3 separate regions of the Mus musculus genome follow, and all the other regions are linked to region 1. The links are chromatin contacts, called in public HiChIP or PLAC-seq maps. All regions are on one chromosome and are shown on one strand. The core of a region is the stretch at or near the end of the contact, and the rest is flanking DNA. Distances in the headings are between cores, read along the strand shown. Region 1 holds the start of Ppm1l (protein phosphatase 1 (formerly 2C)-like). Region 2 overlaps Ppm1l (protein phosphatase 1 (formerly 2C)-like). Region 3 overlaps Ppm1l (protein phosphatase 1 (formerly 2C)-like).

What was found. HiChIP or PLAC-seq counts read pairs in DNA pulled down with a chosen protein or histone mark.
Region 2: an H3K4me3 HiChIP or PLAC-seq map of embryonic limb bud shows a contact between it and region 1, with 2.5 times the contacts expected there. The contact joins the enhancer-like site here to the promoter of Ppm1l in region 1. A contact is called at or near these places in 7 of 39 promoter capture datasets (3T3-L1-derived adipocytes, cranial neural crest, embryonic stem cells and 3 more), 3 of 484 Hi-C or Micro-C datasets (the N1E-115 cell line, cerebral cortex and muscle stem cells), 12 of 115 datasets of contacts at active chromatin or transcription factors (cardiomyocytes, craniofacial prominence, embryonic forebrain and 8 more) and 3 of 9 other capture datasets (adipose tissue, macrophages and pancreatic islet).
Region 3: an H3K4me3 HiChIP or PLAC-seq map of embryonic forebrain shows a contact between it and region 1, with 4 times the contacts expected there. The contact joins the enhancer-like site here to the promoter of Ppm1l in region 1. A contact is called at or near these places in 9 of 39 promoter capture datasets (3T3-L1-derived adipocytes, the HPC-7 cell line, HPC-7-derived erythroid cells and 7 more), 1 of 15 datasets of contacts at CTCF or cohesin (the NIH/3T3 cell line), 23 of 484 Hi-C or Micro-C datasets (CD8 T cells, the G1E-ER4 cell line, the HPC-7 cell line and 14 more), 23 of 115 datasets of contacts at active chromatin or transcription factors (the HPC-7 cell line, the NIH/3T3 cell line, SST interneurons and 19 more) and 2 of 9 other capture datasets (adipose tissue and pancreatic islet).

Annotation. Positions count from the first base shown.
Region 1 is chr3:69,315,534-69,318,250 of GRCm38.p6, reverse strand. Ppm1l (protein phosphatase 1 (formerly 2C)-like) reads right to left here and starts at 1,333. Exons shown (of 4, transcript NM_178726.3): 1 at 286-1,333. The coding sequence starts at 684.
Region 2 is chr3:69,500,788-69,503,504 of GRCm38.p6, reverse strand. The region is part of intron 2 of Ppm1l (protein phosphatase 1 (formerly 2C)-like); the gene reads right to left. Among named protein-coding and RNA genes, the nearest start is that of Gm52607, 40 kb to the right of the region's middle. Within about 2 kb of position 1,309, at least 26 of the 459 cell types and tissues checked have an H3K27ac peak or open chromatin away from gene starts, as enhancers often do. A contact at or near this core is called in craniofacial prominence, embryonic limb bud, pancreatic islet and 1 more, where this site is marked.
Region 3 is chr3:69,468,597-69,471,313 of GRCm38.p6, reverse strand. The region is part of intron 1 of Ppm1l (protein phosphatase 1 (formerly 2C)-like); the gene reads right to left. Among named protein-coding and RNA genes, the nearest start is that of Gm52607, 7.8 kb to the right of the region's middle. Within about 2 kb of position 1,398, at least 50 of the 459 cell types and tissues checked have an H3K27ac peak or open chromatin away from gene starts, as enhancers often do. A contact at or near this core is called in CD8 T cells, the G1E-ER4 cell line, the HPC-7 cell line and 5 more, where this site is marked.

The sequences.
Region 1 (2,717 bases), core at 84-2,583:
AAGTTCACTGCATATACTATTCATTCTTCCCAGAAAACTAGCAGTTATTAACTGGCTTCTGACCTTGGGAACTTTATATTAAAATGGCACGGAATATCCAGTGTCTCTCGTGTCTCTCAGCTAAAGTGAACGCTCTCATACCCAAGATCTCCTTGGCAGGGTCTTGGGAACTTGACTCACCTTGTCATCACCAGGTCATTACCACGCCCCTCTCACCCCGATCCGACCCCGCCAAGCACGAGACGCCCGGTTATTTACACACACATAGACCCAGAGAACTCCTACCTCGCCGCCGTGCCCATCAAAGATTCCGAAGATGGACGGGTGCGTCTTGTTGGCTAGATCGGTGAGAACTTCGAAGCGATCTTCCATGTGGTCTCTCCGGCCCTGGATGGAGTACACCGCCACATTATGGCTCTTGAATTCCCAGGTCTTGGAAAACTCGGCCTCCAGCACATCAAGTCCTCCAAGACGATCGTTCTGCATAATCTCGGCCACCTTGCCCTTCACCATCTTCACCGCGTCCCGGCTAGACTTAACGATGGTCTTCACTTCGTCCGTGTGGAAGAAGTAACTCCAGAGAGCCAAGCTGATGCACAGCAGGAAAAGCGTCTCGGGTCTCAGTAAGAAGTAGCGCATGATGCGACCCAGCAGAGACAGCAAAGTCATTGTATCCTCTATCATTTATTATCCCTAGAGCCCGGACCAGCAGCAGCGACGCGTGCCCCGCAACTCGCGGGGTCCGAGTACTGCGGGCACTGCCCGCGGGGACCAAGGCGGAGAGGCAGCCCGGGCCGACAGGGTGAACGAACCCACGGCCGCTCGGAACAGTCGTCCAGAACGATGGCAGTTTCCCTTTTGTCTGGGCAGCCCGAAGGCCCGTGCCTGCCGCCTGCGCCGCCTTCCCTCCCCGCGCTCTTTGTGAGACCGCAGCGACGGCGGCGGCGGCGGCCGCCGCGGGTGCCCCGGGTGGGCGACAGGAATCAAGTTAAAGTTGCGCCGAGCCGGTCCGCAACGGTGAAGAGGATTTCGGGGTGCCGATGCCCGCGCGGTCCCTTTAGGGGTCCCCCCTCGCGGTTCCCGGGAGCGATCGGCAGGTGAGGAAGCGCAGGGCGCAAGAGCCCGGCGGCGAGGGTTGCACGTTCCCTCGATCGCCGCTGCAGGCGAGCTTGGGGGACGAGACAGCGGAGCGTTGCGATTTCGTCACACATCCAGGGGGGGTCCCCGAAACAATAAAAGTTTTGCCGGTGCCTGGGCAAAGGCAGGGGGACACCGAGCTGGGAAACGCAGCACGATGGGTGCGGAGCCGCCGGCAGGCTCTGCCTGCCTCTCCCCAGCACCTCTCAGCTCGGCTCGGCTCGGCTCGGCTCGACTCCGCTCGGCTGCTCCCGGCTCCGCTCGCGCTCGCCCCTCCCCTCCCCGCACACGCTCGCCCCGCCCCGCCCCGCCCCGGGAGTGGCGCTTCCAGATGCGTAACACTGTCACCCGGCTGGGGGCCCGAAGGAGCTCGCCGGGGCGGACGCACGTGGGCAGCAGGCGGGTCGGGGGAGAGCCGCGGGGGGTGAGCGGCAAATCCAGCCGCCCAGCTCTAGCCGATTGTCGATTCTGCCTTGGAGGCCGGCTCCCAGGGACAATGTGATAGTGACGTGAGGTCACTGAACGTCGGTTTCTTGGGCGGCACGGCTGCTCGCTGGGGAGCCGGGAGCTGTACCTGAGCCCTCCCCCCCTCCGGCACGCTACACAATGGTACGGTCCACGCCAGACTTTTCGTAGGGCTAGCGAGATGGGACACATTTCTCCTGTCTCAAAAATCGAAAGTGAGTGATTACTTTGGCCACCCGAGGCAGCTGCCACAGAGACCCGCCGGGATCTCCCAAGAGGCAGGACTTGGACTCGGACCGCAAGAGCTATGTCTCTCTGAAGGCAGAACCGGGGATCTCAGAACCGGAGGCTTGACGTGTAATGGCAAACGCCGGAGGACCAGGAAGGGCCGGCCTCTGAAGACTGGGACTGTGCTGGTGGCCACTCATCCATAAGGAACATGCTTGGAGTGTCCCTCAGCGAGCTACTCTGCCTATGGTTCAAGTTAGAAATCCTCTGGAGCCTTGAAAGTGACAACCACCTTCAGTCCTTGCCGAAGATGAGGGCAGGAGTTTGAGTAGGCAAAGGTGGACCTCAGCAGGATAACTTGAAGTTGGGGCAAGGACTGGTCGCCTAGAATATGAAGCAAGTAATCTTTAAAAGGAACTTCTCTTTCTCTCTACCTCTGTCCACGAAGGACGGTGCTGACCCACCGGACTGACGGTCAGGCATCCTGATAGTCTCCCAGCCAGTGTTCCCCCAAACACTTCTGCCTTCTTTTGATCCCAGTTCCGTCTTAAGATATAAAATATAATTACTGCAATAAAATATAACAAAATGTTCACAGTTGGCAACTAAAGTAACTTTAAACAATTTACATTTTGTCCAGATTTTTGTCTATTCTCCGTAACTGCTAAAGTTTCTACAAAAACCTGGACTTCCCTAACAACAACAACAGAAGAAACATGCTTAAGTATTTAAATAATATGACCCCAACAATATAAACATAAGTAGGAATGATGGGAAAGGAATATAAGCAACTGTTAAGAGTATATTTTTGAAAACTAGGATATGTCTTTAATTATGATTATGGCCATAGTTTTCGATATTGTCCACCTGATCGAGAAAATATGAAA
Region 2 (2,717 bases), core at 60-2,559, 190 kb before region 1:
GCAAGTAGGGCTCAAAGCCCACTATAAGATGCAGCCTACACCAGGGTTCAGGCTGACCAGTTCAAAAGACTTATGGGTTCTCATGATTTTCTGATTAATTTCGTCTTCCTCTGCCCATCTACTGGCCTCCAGAGTTCTACTCTCTTAGTTGTCTGTTTCTTCCAGCTGGTGTTCTGGGGCATCCTACTGCCACAATCATAGAAAATCGTACATGTGAGGGCACATGCACACTCACACACAAACTCACACACATGCACACTCACACACACACACACAGGCAAATACTCTATACCCTGAGTGCACACACATATACACTCACATACATACACACAAATACACACTCACACATGCATGCATGTACACATGCGTATGCATGCGCGCGCGCGCACACACACACACACACACACACACACACAGGCAAATACTCTATCTCCTGAATGAAGGGCCACATGGTCCTCTGAATGTTCCTAGTAGTACAGCTAGCCTGACTGAAAAATAGTACCCAAGTGTATCATAAATAGGAAAATAAATCAGATTTTAAATCACTGACAGACAATCAGAAGCTGGTAACACATGTACAGTCAGGTCTGAGCATCCCCTATGGGTCTCCGTTTTTCTTTTCCTTCCAGGTCCCCTAGTTCCTGTCAGCAAGTTGAGGAGAAGAAAGCTTTTAAACTCAGAGACAGATTGATGGAAGATAAAAGTAAGGAAGCCTTATGGTTTCCCCCTCCCTTAGGAGCTGTTTGAGAAACACATGGAGAAAGCCAGTCTGTCAGAGGGAAAAACTTCCCGTGAAGGGATGCTACTGCACTCTCTAAAATGCTCTGAGAGAAAACCTGGAAGGCCCTAAATAATTCCCACTCTCCTGAGTCTGGTTTTCTGGAAGTGCAGTCAGTTCCTTCCCGTGACAGTAAATGGCTTTCCGTTTTGGACAACTGATAATTCTGACACTAATGGCTCAATTAAACCAGGGAAGGAACTCTCAGGTATCATCCATTTCAAAGGGAGTAAAGTAGTCTCAACAGGGGGGGACCCTTCAGCGACTTTCTAAATTGCTAACAGCACATTTCTCCTCCCCCTTTAAAAGCTATTTCTCTAAAAATCACACCAGTGTTTGATGAGACTTCTCTGTAATTTCACTTCAGGTCAGCTCTCAGCTCCATCCAGAATCGCTGAAACATTGTGGCTGCTTTGTCCTCACCTCCCAGGCGGAAGCTGAGTGACTGCCTGGAAATGGATCTGCAGGTCCCGGGTGTACCAGAGGGCTCAGGTTAACACAATTCACAGCCTGCTCAACTCTTGCCTTGCCTGGCCTGCACCACGTGACTCCCTTAGCTCCGCAGCTGATCCTTGGGCTCACTGCGAGGCTGCCTTGCTAGTGATCTACTAAGAATAGAAATAATGGTCCTTGCTGGTCTGAGAACAGAGCCCAGAAATGCAGATCTAAGCAGCAGTCTGGGAAACTGTCTCAAGGTAACCTGGGACAAGATGGCATCCTGCAGGCATGAAGGATAAGAAGTCATCTCTGTTCCTGTTTCCAGACTCTGGCCCCAAGGCTTAGGGCCACAGGCTCAGTAACTCTCAAGTAGAAATGGGTCTGCTCTCCCCACCATCCCTCCCACTCAAAGCCATACTAATGTATCTTTTTAGCAAAGAGCCATAGGTTATTTATTCATGCACAAGCACACAGGACAATTAAAAACAGAATGTAAGGTCACATACAGGGACATAGAGAATAAATCATAGTAAATAAACATAAATCACAATAAAGCAATCAACATAAATACATAAAGCATAGAAATAAACAATATGCAGAAAGGTTCTCTGCCCTGACTGTTGTGGTAAGGAGCAGCAGCAGACCGACTGCTTTCTCAGATTGTCGGAAATGCTGTTTCAATTGTTTTCACAGATAATGTCATTGCTTCCTTGGAAATCTCTCTACGCTAACTTGGATGTGTGCTCTGACTTAAATAAACACAGCATTAGATTAAATATAAACCACACCTCACTTCCTAGTCTGCATTTTGCTTAGCATTGACAAATGCTAATGAAAGAGTCTAAACCACCTTAGTGAGCGCCCACCAATGACGGAGCTCAGGACATTTTCTTTCAAAAGCTTAGAGGCTTGCAGTATTTGATTTGCTGTTTTGAGACAGTCTCTAGTAGTCCAGGCTGGCCTTCCGATCCTCCCGCCTTCACCTGTCCACACCCCCAATCGGTACTACTTGCAGCCAGGGTCACTTCCTGTCCATCACCAATCATCTGCATTTTCATGGGCAAACACTGAGGAGACACCATGAGGAAATGTCACCTTTTACTCAGTTATTCAGCACAAATGACAGCGGCAGGGAGAGGCAAGAGGGCAAACAGAAAGCTCGAGTCACATGCAGCCTCAGAACATACCGCTACCCAAACTCTGCAGTCTGAGGAGACCAGAGAAATCATGTCGGACTTAGACGGTGTCCATGAGACTATATTCATGCCGTCCATCTATAGGCAAGTGGCCTTTATGAAGGTGTAGTTACTTGAAGCCATATATCTGCTTGGCAGCAGAGTTAGGAACAGAATCTGTATCTTTTGTTTCGAAGGCCACGTTTTTATCAAATAACAACCCTAAACCAGTCCTACAGTCACGTGTTGTTTTCTTATCTTCATCTGTATCCTGTGGTGACCTGGATATGAAGTTGTCTTTAGTGTAGAAAGCTTGGTCCTCAGCT
Region 3 (2,717 bases), core at 149-2,648, 150 kb before region 1:
AGAAAGCTCCAAGATCAAGCCTTGTCTCTTATGGTGCTATGTAGGTATCCACACAAGGCAACCATGACAGAGGGACAAAAGAGGCCTAGCTATTTGCCTTCAGCTCTTCGAAGTTCACTAAACCCATTTGTGAGGGCTCTGCCCTCAAGACTACATCACCCCCTAAAGTCCCTAGGACTGCTATGTTGGGGATTAAGTTCCCATCTTGGAAAGGTCACAATCATCAAAACACAGTGTCACTGTCCTTTATATGTCTTTCCTTTTCAACAACGGGAGAAGACGATGAGGACCAGCCTCTCAGAGTCAGATTCAGGTCCTCAACACCAGTCAGGTTTGGTCTGAAGGAACACCACAGAGAGTCTCTAGTTGGCCCTGCTTCATCTAGTCATATCTCCTGAACCAAGCTCTACCCAACGGGGTGAGATGCCAGTGCACCAGTCCTTCGTTCAGGAGAGTAAGTGATCTGTTGTCTGACGTGAAGAAGGGTGTCGGGCAGAATAGTAGTGAGCCTGGCTACACCCATGGTCCTACCACAGAGGATAAAAAGCAAGTAACACAACCAAAGTCATACAAACTGGAAGTGCGTCTCTGGCCCTGGAGCCCTGATCATCTATCTAACTGCAATCTGTGCCACTTCTAATGCTCTAAATTGCTAGTTTATACTATTTACATAGTGTATGCGCGCATGCATATGGAGGTGAGGACACGCTGTGGAGCCCTTCCTCCATGTGGGCTCCAGGGTCGGGCCTCGGGTTGTGAGGTTAGGCAGACAGCACCTTTACCAGGTCAACCATCTCCTTGGCCCTGAATCTCTCTTTTAAAGGATTGTCTGGGTCAGGGATGTAATTCATTTGCTGTCCTCAGAGAGGACATGGATTAGATGACTGCACAGCAGGTCATGAGCTGGATCCTCACAAGAGCCACTCCATCCTCCTGTTTAATCCGTTCCATATGCCCTCACTGGGTACTACTATCTAGTACGTGCCTGACACTCATTCCGCTTACACTACTGCTCCTTGTCTGTGAGCCCTAAACCGAACAAACCCCCTGATCCCCATGGTAACCTACAAAAAAGGAAATTAGCATAATAAATTCACATAATCCCCAATTAAAACTGACCATCAGTGACTGGTTTCGTTTGACTGGCTATAGGGGGAGACAGGCAAATAGCTTTTCTTACAGACATGCTAATCACTAACATATACATGATAGAAATAACAGATGCCACAAACCCCAAAATATTTTTTGGCATAAAAAACAAACCATATAGCTTGTAAGGGTTTCACTGCCAAAAGGTTTGTCTCTAATTTGCCATGCAGAGTCATTGGCATTGGACCATAGCCACAGTTACAATGTAAAGAAGGACGTCAGACAGCCACGAAGGGAGGCTGGTGGCAAGCGGGGGGGGGGGGGGGGGGAGGGAGCAGGCAGCAGATGGAGGGTACCTTACAGAAAGGAGGTTAACAAATATCTTACAGAAGCTAAATTTAGGCCTTGAACACAGCTACACAAACAGTTGCCTTATATTCTCACTCTATGGCTGCTCCCTGCTTTTAAACCCCTCAAAGCACGACTTAACACCAGCCACAGCAGACCATACAACTTCAAAGGCACAAGTAGAAATTCCTTTGCTTCCCCAACATTACTTCCTTGAGAGCGCTTCTGGATAGAAGAGATAACACAGCCCAGCTTTGATTAGGGGTCTCTGCCAACTTGCTGTATTAAAGTAGCACAGGCTAGGGGCTCTTATCTTTGCTTTCAGTCATGGGGTGTTCCTTGTACACAGAGCTTCAGGCAAAGCAGAGATACAGCAAAAAGTCCCTGGTCCCCTTGTCAGCCGTCAGAGTGTCTATTTGCACACCGCTGACCTTAGGTAGAATACCTAATGGTTCTTGATTTCTTGGTTCATTTGCAGACATACTATGTGCTATGAGGCATCCTGGGAGCATCTATGATTATTTATAGGGCTATACCAAGCTCCTTGGATTATATCTGAAATGAAAACAAGCATAAGTGCTTTGCCGCCTTAAGGAACTCCCTCCACCAACCCAGGCCCTACATCTGTAATAAGCTGTGCAAGTTGGGGGGGGGGGGGGCTCAAGAGACTGCTATCATGATGACCCCATTTAAGGTCAGAATGACATCTGGTGGCAGTTCCTTGACTGGACCTACCTCTCACACCCCTAGCAATGGGGGGGGGGGGTGTCTGTGTGAGTTATGCATCTGCAGAGAAAAGAAACAAGGATGCATGAGAGAATAGGACCAGATATGACAGTGGACGAGACTCTCAGTCAAGGCCTTGCCTCAGAGGTCCTTGATACAGGACATGTGTTTCTAAGCCCCCTCCCCTCCCCAGAAAAGGGCAGTGGACGGTCTGAGTGGGTTCTGTCTTCTCTCCCCGGAAACAACTGTTCAACCCAGGAGCAGACACCTCTGTGTAAGTCATTTCCTCCTCTCAAGTGCCTGCTTCTCTTTCACTGATAATTACATTTGAGGTTACTACAGAAGTTGGCTGGTGTAACTAAACCTCAGGGTCCTCTAAAAACAGGGTAGCATCATTTTTATCTCATTAAGGCACAGATCTGAGGACTTCCTGAGATGATGAAGTTAAGGACTTGGTCCTCTGCTTCCAGTCACGGCAGATTATTTTTGCAGTAATACGTGCATGCAAAGAATCATTTCCTAAACGCATTACAGCCAGCATGGAAATGACAGGT